2 separate regions of the Pan troglodytes genome follow, and region 1 is linked to region 2. Evidence: chromatin contacts called from public Hi-C data. All regions are on one chromosome and are shown on one strand. Each heading gives the region's core, a stretch centred on a gene start, on an enhancer-like site or on the middle of the called end of the contact. The rest is flanking DNA. Distances are from core to core; before and after follow the strand shown. Region 1 overlaps RCOR1 (REST corepressor 1). Region 2 holds the start of RCOR1 (REST corepressor 1).

What was found. Hi-C and Micro-C count contacts between places; a contact is called where the count stands out from the background.
Region 1: a Hi-C map of stem cell-derived neural progenitor cells shows a contact between it and region 2, with 2.8 times the contacts expected there. The contact joins the enhancer-like site here to the promoter of RCOR1 in region 2. A contact is called at or near these places in 1 of 7 Hi-C or Micro-C datasets (stem cell-derived neural progenitor cells) and 1 of 1 datasets of contacts at active chromatin or transcription factors (stem cell-derived excitatory neurons).

What each region holds. Positions count from the first base shown.
Region 1 is chr15:100,703,147-100,706,158 of NHGRI_mPanTro3-v2.0_pri, reverse strand. All of the region lies in intron 3 of RCOR1 (REST corepressor 1), which reads right to left. Among named protein-coding and RNA genes, the nearest start is that of TRAF3, 84 kb to the left of the region's middle. Within about 2 kb of position 1,743, at least 4 of the 24 cell types and tissues checked have an H3K27ac peak or open chromatin away from gene starts, as enhancers often do. A contact at or near this core is called in stem cell-derived neural progenitor cells, where this site is marked.
Region 2 is chr15:100,604,907-100,608,010 of NHGRI_mPanTro3-v2.0_pri, reverse strand. RCOR1 (REST corepressor 1) reads right to left here and starts at 1,481. Exons shown (of 12, transcript XR_010151278.1): 1 at 890-1,481; 2 at 752-811.

The DNA of each region.
Region 1 (3,012 bases), core at 494-2,993, 98 kb before region 2:
TCTTCAGATTAGAACAGCCTCCTTGGTACAGGGAACCAAGGCTAATCAACATACTGTATCTAGCTTGAATGAAGTTAATAGAACTGTGGTTGATGAAGTGACAGAAAGCAGGGGTAAGAAACAGATGGACGCTAAACTTCAATTGTTTCTATATTCATTTTAATTCAATGAACGAAATGCCCTAGTACCCTCAGTAAGTCTCAAGTGCAAAAGAAGGGAGAAATGCAGATGAAAATTGCCACAGTAACCTTAACTCACCCTTCCCTCCCCCTAGATACTGCAGATATTCAGAACACTGTGTGATCTTGGATATTCTATGCAAAGCAACAGGCTGGCACCACACGGTGGGCTGATGACAAGGCTTATAGCCTTCTTAGAGCTTTTTTAAAAAAATATTTTTGAAACTCTTGCTGTAGGATTAGGTACCACAGAGGAAACATGACACCAATTTCTCTCTCATCACTCAACTGAACATGCAAAAATTCTCTTTAAAAATACAGTAACAAATATCGTGGCATCTTTTATTATTAAAATAAGAAATGAGTTATCACACCTCGCTGAGAATCAAAATGAGCTTAAATCATTTAAGTAAAGCAATTGTGCCACCTGGTGGGCACAGACATTACTACAGTAAACATCTGAACGCTCCCTCTCTGGGGTGGAAAACAGCACAGGAAGCCAAGCCAGAGACTCTGCCTGAGGATTTCATCAATCCGTCCTTCCAAGTAGGTAACAAAATGTACTTTCTTTATAAAAATGCTATTTCTTGGCCGGGCGCAATGGCTCACGCCTGTAATCCTAGCACTTTGGGAGGCCGAGGCGGGCGGATCACCAGGTCAGGAGATTGAGACCATCCTGGCTAACACGGTGAAACCCCATCTCTACTAAAAATACAAAAACAAAAACAAAAACAAAAAAATTAGCCGGGCATGGTGGCGGGCGCCTATAGTCCCAGCTACTGGGGAGGCTGAGGCAGGAGAATGGCGTGAACCCGGGAGGCGGAGGTTGCAGTGAGCTGAGATTGTGCCACTGCACTCCAGCCTGGGCAACAGAGCAAGACTCTGTCTCAAAAAAATAAATTTTTAAAAGCTATTTCTTAGTGGGAGTTTGTTAAAATCCCACTTTACAGAATAAGTCAGTCTCCAACCCCAATCCCCAGAGAAGTGACTTGTCTGAAGCTTATCTTGGCAGAGTACACCAGTAGTTGCTGGTAGGGCAGTGATGAAAATGAAAAGTGCATTTTTTCTCACATGGTTTCCTTAAGTGAAGCAAAGGTAAGTTTTTAACCTTAGAAAATTAAAAGTGCTCCAGCTACCCTCATACAAAAAACAAAAGATTGGCCAGATGCAGTGGCTCACACTTATAGCCTGTAATCCCAGCACTTTGATAAGCCAAGACGGGAGGATTACTTGAGCCCAGGAGTTTGAGACCAGCTTGGGCAACACAGTGAACCCCCATTTCTTAAGATTAAAAAAAAAAAGCATAAATGCTTAAGGTGATGGATAAAAGATAAAAGACGAAACAGGAAGCAGATAAACAGAAATACAAGCTACCTGCATCAAATTGCTCCAAACAAAGAAGGGGACCCTCGAGGACTTTTCCCCAACTTTCTATCTCTGGCAGCAATAATCTTGATTCTGTCCATTAAAGATGAAAGAGAGTCTGTGTTATAGGAAGGCTGGGTGGGTTCTTTAGCTCTGAAAAGGAAGCTAAACCCCATTGTGAGATGGAGTATGAGAGGGCAGGCTCTCCTGCCTGTGAGAGGGAGTTGGGAGGGGCAGGCCCTCCCACTGTTAAGTCCCACTGTTTGCAATGTGGAGGGTTTTCTATTCTCCATCCAATAGAGTAGCCTTCCATAAGCACTGCTATACAAACAAGTTATTTAAGAGCTTTCAAAGTAAGTTGCAACAAAGTGATCTTTTATAAAATATATTGTTTATGTTGAAATTATTCTCCACTGATTTAACAAATCTTTCAGGCGTACTGTGTGCCTGGTGCTGCTTTGATAGCTGTGATTAAAATAGACAATCTCTGCCCTTATGGAACTCGCATGTCTGACTGGAGAGAGAAATAGTCATACAAATGAATTCCAATTGTCGTAAGTGACCGAGAAAAAGAACTATGAATGCACATAATTGAGAAACCTGATCTGCAGAATTAAGAAGGGCTTTCTTTTCAACTGGGGAGAGGACATTATAAATTCCTGTGTACTTGTGTTATTTATAGGAGGAAAAAAGAAGAACATCTAAATGTTCAAGAATGGGATGTGGGCTGGGAGCAGAAGCTCAGGCCTGTAATCTCAACACTTTGAGAGGCTGAGGCAGGTCAATCACTTAAGGTCAGGAATTCAACACCAGCCTGGCCAACATGGTGAAACCCCAACTCTACTAAAAATATGAAAATTAGCCAGGTGTTGGTGGTACATGCCTGTAATTCCAGCTACTTGGGAGGCTGAGGCACGAGAATTGCTTGAACCTGGGAGGCGGAGGTTGCAATGGGCTGAGACCGTGTGACTGCACTCCAGCCTGTGCGACAGAGCAAGACTGTCTCAAAAAAAAAAAAAAAAGAAAAAGAAAAAGAAGGAAGGAAGGAAGGAAGGAGAGATGTAGTTGAATAAAGTATGCTACAAGATGTGATATTATTCAGGATCAAAACTCGGTTTAATTTTTAATTGCAGGAAAATTAAAGTTGAAAACCACTACACAGAAGATGTAACCATTTGTGCTTAAAATCAGAGTGCATATAAGCATACCGAAAAGATCCGGAAGCAAACTTTAATAGTGGTTATGTCCACATGGTGGGGTAAGTTAGAGGCTATTTTTAATAATAAAAATAAGCGTGTGTGTGTGTGTGTGTGTGTGTGTTAACTTTTTCCTGAACTACTTGAGAGCAGCTTTCATATATTATGACCCAGTACTCTTAAACATTCAGCAAGTGTTTTCTAAGGGTAGGTATACTGTCCTACATAACCACAGGACAGTAAATTAAACACGGAAACAATACTTTAATCTG
Region 2 (3,104 bases), core at 232-2,731:
AACTAAGTGTTCCATTCTAGGGTGTAGGGCTTTCTTGTAGGTGAAAAGCATTTGTTAGGCTAAAGCTTCTGATGCTTCTCAATTTCACAGTCTCTTCCTCCAAAAAAAAGGAAATACACACATTTACAAATAGGTCCTAAAATCAAACTGCCACACGCGAGACTCTCTTCCCCAGGCAGGCGCCCTCTGGAAAACACACTTCTTTTATTGACTGGTTTTGGGGGGGTCGTTCTTCTACTCGCCTTCTGGATGGGAGGGGAGTCAGGAGCCAGCAAGAGCCCAGAGGCTGAGAGGAGGAGCAAAGGCGTGGGGAGCAGCCTTTGGGAAGGGTTCCGAGAAAGGGGTCTCTGGGGACCTCCTAAGTCCGGGGCGCTCGCAGGACGCTAACTCTCCGGCACTGCCACCCTTACCCCTGGCCGAGGCGCAGCTCACCTGGACGCAGGGACCCCCAGCGCCCCCAGGCCAGGTGTGGCCACCTCCGACGCCACCCGCAGTCCTCGGAGGCGCAAGGGGGCAGCGGCGCCGGCCCTGCCGGGGGCGACCTGGCCTCCCCCGGGTGCAGAGGCACGTTTGCAGAACACTCGTGTGCGTGTGCGCCTCCTCGTCCTCGCCCTGCTGTTCTCCCCACGGACGGCAGGGCGAACGCACACACAAAAAGAAAGTTGTCGGCGGGCTCCCGCCCCCTCGGGCTCGCCGGGGACCCGGGGCTCCCGCTCATCCCCGCCGCCGGCCGGCCGGGGCCGCTACTCACCGGGGTCGAAGTCGGGCACCACCGCCTGGTACTGGGGTCCGACCCTCATGCCACCGCCACCTGCGGGGGAAGCAGAACACGGCGGTCAGCGCGGCGCGGGGCGCGGGGCCCGGGGCCGCGGGGGCGGCTGCCACCTACCGTGCTCCTCGTCGCTGGACGAGCCCGAGCTGCCTTCCTCCCAGGAGTTGCTGCTGCTGTTGCCATTGGGCGCCGCCGCCGCCAAACTTTTATTCTGGCCATTATTGGGGGCGGCGGCGGCTGAGGCGGCGGCGGCCGAGGCTGAGGAGGCGGCGGCGCCCGAGGCGGCAGTGGCGGCTGGCGAGGCGCAGGCGGCCGAGGCGGCGGCGGCGGCGGAGGCGGAGGCGGCCGCGTTGTTCCTCCCTCTCCGCTTCCCTGAGACCTCGGGGCCCTTCTCCACCATGGCCGGCATCGGCGGGGGCCGGGGCCGTGCGAAAGTGGCGGGGACCCGCGGCTCCTGAGGAGGGGGCGCCGAGACGGGGGAGGGGGCGCGGGGCCGGCGCGGGGCCGGGCGGGCGCGGCGGGAGCCCACGGGCGCGAGTCCGAGTCGGGGGAGGCCCAAACGGGCAGAGCGCGGAGCCGCTTCAAGCCCCCAGCGACGAGCCGAGCGCAACTTTCGCTCTCATCGCCGCCCTCACTTCACTGGCACCAACTACTCCGGGAGCAGCGAGCGGAGAGGGGAGGAGGCAGGGGCGGGGCCTGCAGGGGCGCCGGGGGAGGGGGGCGCGCAGCCCAACTGACGCGAGATGGCTCCGCCCCCCTCGCGCTCCCATTGGCTCTGGTGGGATTTGGACAGCCAGCGGCAGCGGGGTTGGCTCCGCGCGCCCGTCCGTCCGGGGCGGCGGGGCGGGGGAGCGGGGAGGGGCGGCTCCGGGCTTCCGTTGGCGAGGTTCGGTTGACGCGTATCGCCCGCCGTACGTGGTTTGAGGTTTGCCATCTCCCTACGCCCCATGATCCATCTCTCCAGGCAGCGGCGAGGAGTTCGCGGCCCTCCCCGCCCCCTACCCTTGGCCACGGCCCCTGCCCCTGCTGCCCGCGCACGCCTCCCGCGGCCTCTGGCCCCCCTCCGAAGGACCCCGCTGAGAGTCCAGTCGACTTCTCAAAGTAAAATGTGTCTGGCGCTGGGAAGCCGCGCAGCGCCCGGCCGGGACTACTTTCCGCTGCGCGGAGGAGTACGGGCGCGCTAAGACTCCATACAAAGAGGAAACTAATTGGGGGAAACTCGCTGCGCCCCCGCCTTTCCCAGGGGACGCGGGGCTGGCGGGGGCGGGGGCCGCGGCGCGGGGGACGGGCTTCCCAGGCAGCCGCCTCCCCTGGCGCGAGCCGCGTGGGGACTCGGGTCTGCGGTGCTGCCCGCTAATTGGGTGGGGGAGGCCGGGGCCCCCAGGGTGGCTTGGGTGCGGGGTGCGCCGCGGCTTCAGAGGCCCAAGGGAGGGTCCCCGTGGGCCCCCGGGGCACAGAGTCCCGGCGTGGGGACGCCCAAGCCGCCTGGATGGCCGCTGAAAGATGAATGAAGGGGCCCAGTCGTCCTGGGGCGGGGGTCCAGGAAGGGTAAAGAGGAAGAAGCTATTTTCATCCCAAGCTCTCGGCACAGGAGGAGGGTCAACTTCCTTCGGGGCGAGGGCAGCCACTTTTCCGGATCTGCCGCCCGCCCCGCCTCCCTACTCCCCCCGGCACCCCCACGAGGGAGTACACGGGGTGCGGGCGGGTGGGGTCGGCTGAGGCTAGCCTGAGAGCCGCTGCCTTGGAGAGGGACCACCGGGCAGCCGTACAGCTGTTAGGAGGCTGAGGAGTGTAACTGCCTTGGAGGTCCCGGTGCCCTACCCCCAGCCAACCCTGAAACTACGCGCCCTTCGTAATTAGACCAGTGGAGGTCTATACGGAAAATCTTTTTAAAGCAGGGATGGCTATTTTTCTTTTAAGTTACTTCCAACCTGAGCTTAATTTGGGGACTAGCTCTGGATATAAATAGCTACAGGGAGAATTTGGGAGTTTTATGGTTTTAAAGCCTGAGTAAATAAGCAGGGTTTTGTCTTGAACATTTTCTGCAGCATGAACCATTATTAACTTTATTGAAGAGACCACGTTCACTTCTGCCTAAATGGCCTTTAAGAAACAGGGCTGGGAGCCCTCCTGGTATAGAAGCCCTTCCCCCACCAAGTTCAGGGTCGCAGCTCTTAGACTCTCCTCAAAAGTACGTCCCTCTCCTTGGAGTGCCCTGGATGCTGCAGGTGTGTGCCCCGATACACCCTGTCAGCTGGCCTGGGCAGGGTACAGAACCGGGGTGGCATTCCCGGGGCTGGGCCACTGGCTAAGGCCTCTGACTCATCCGGAG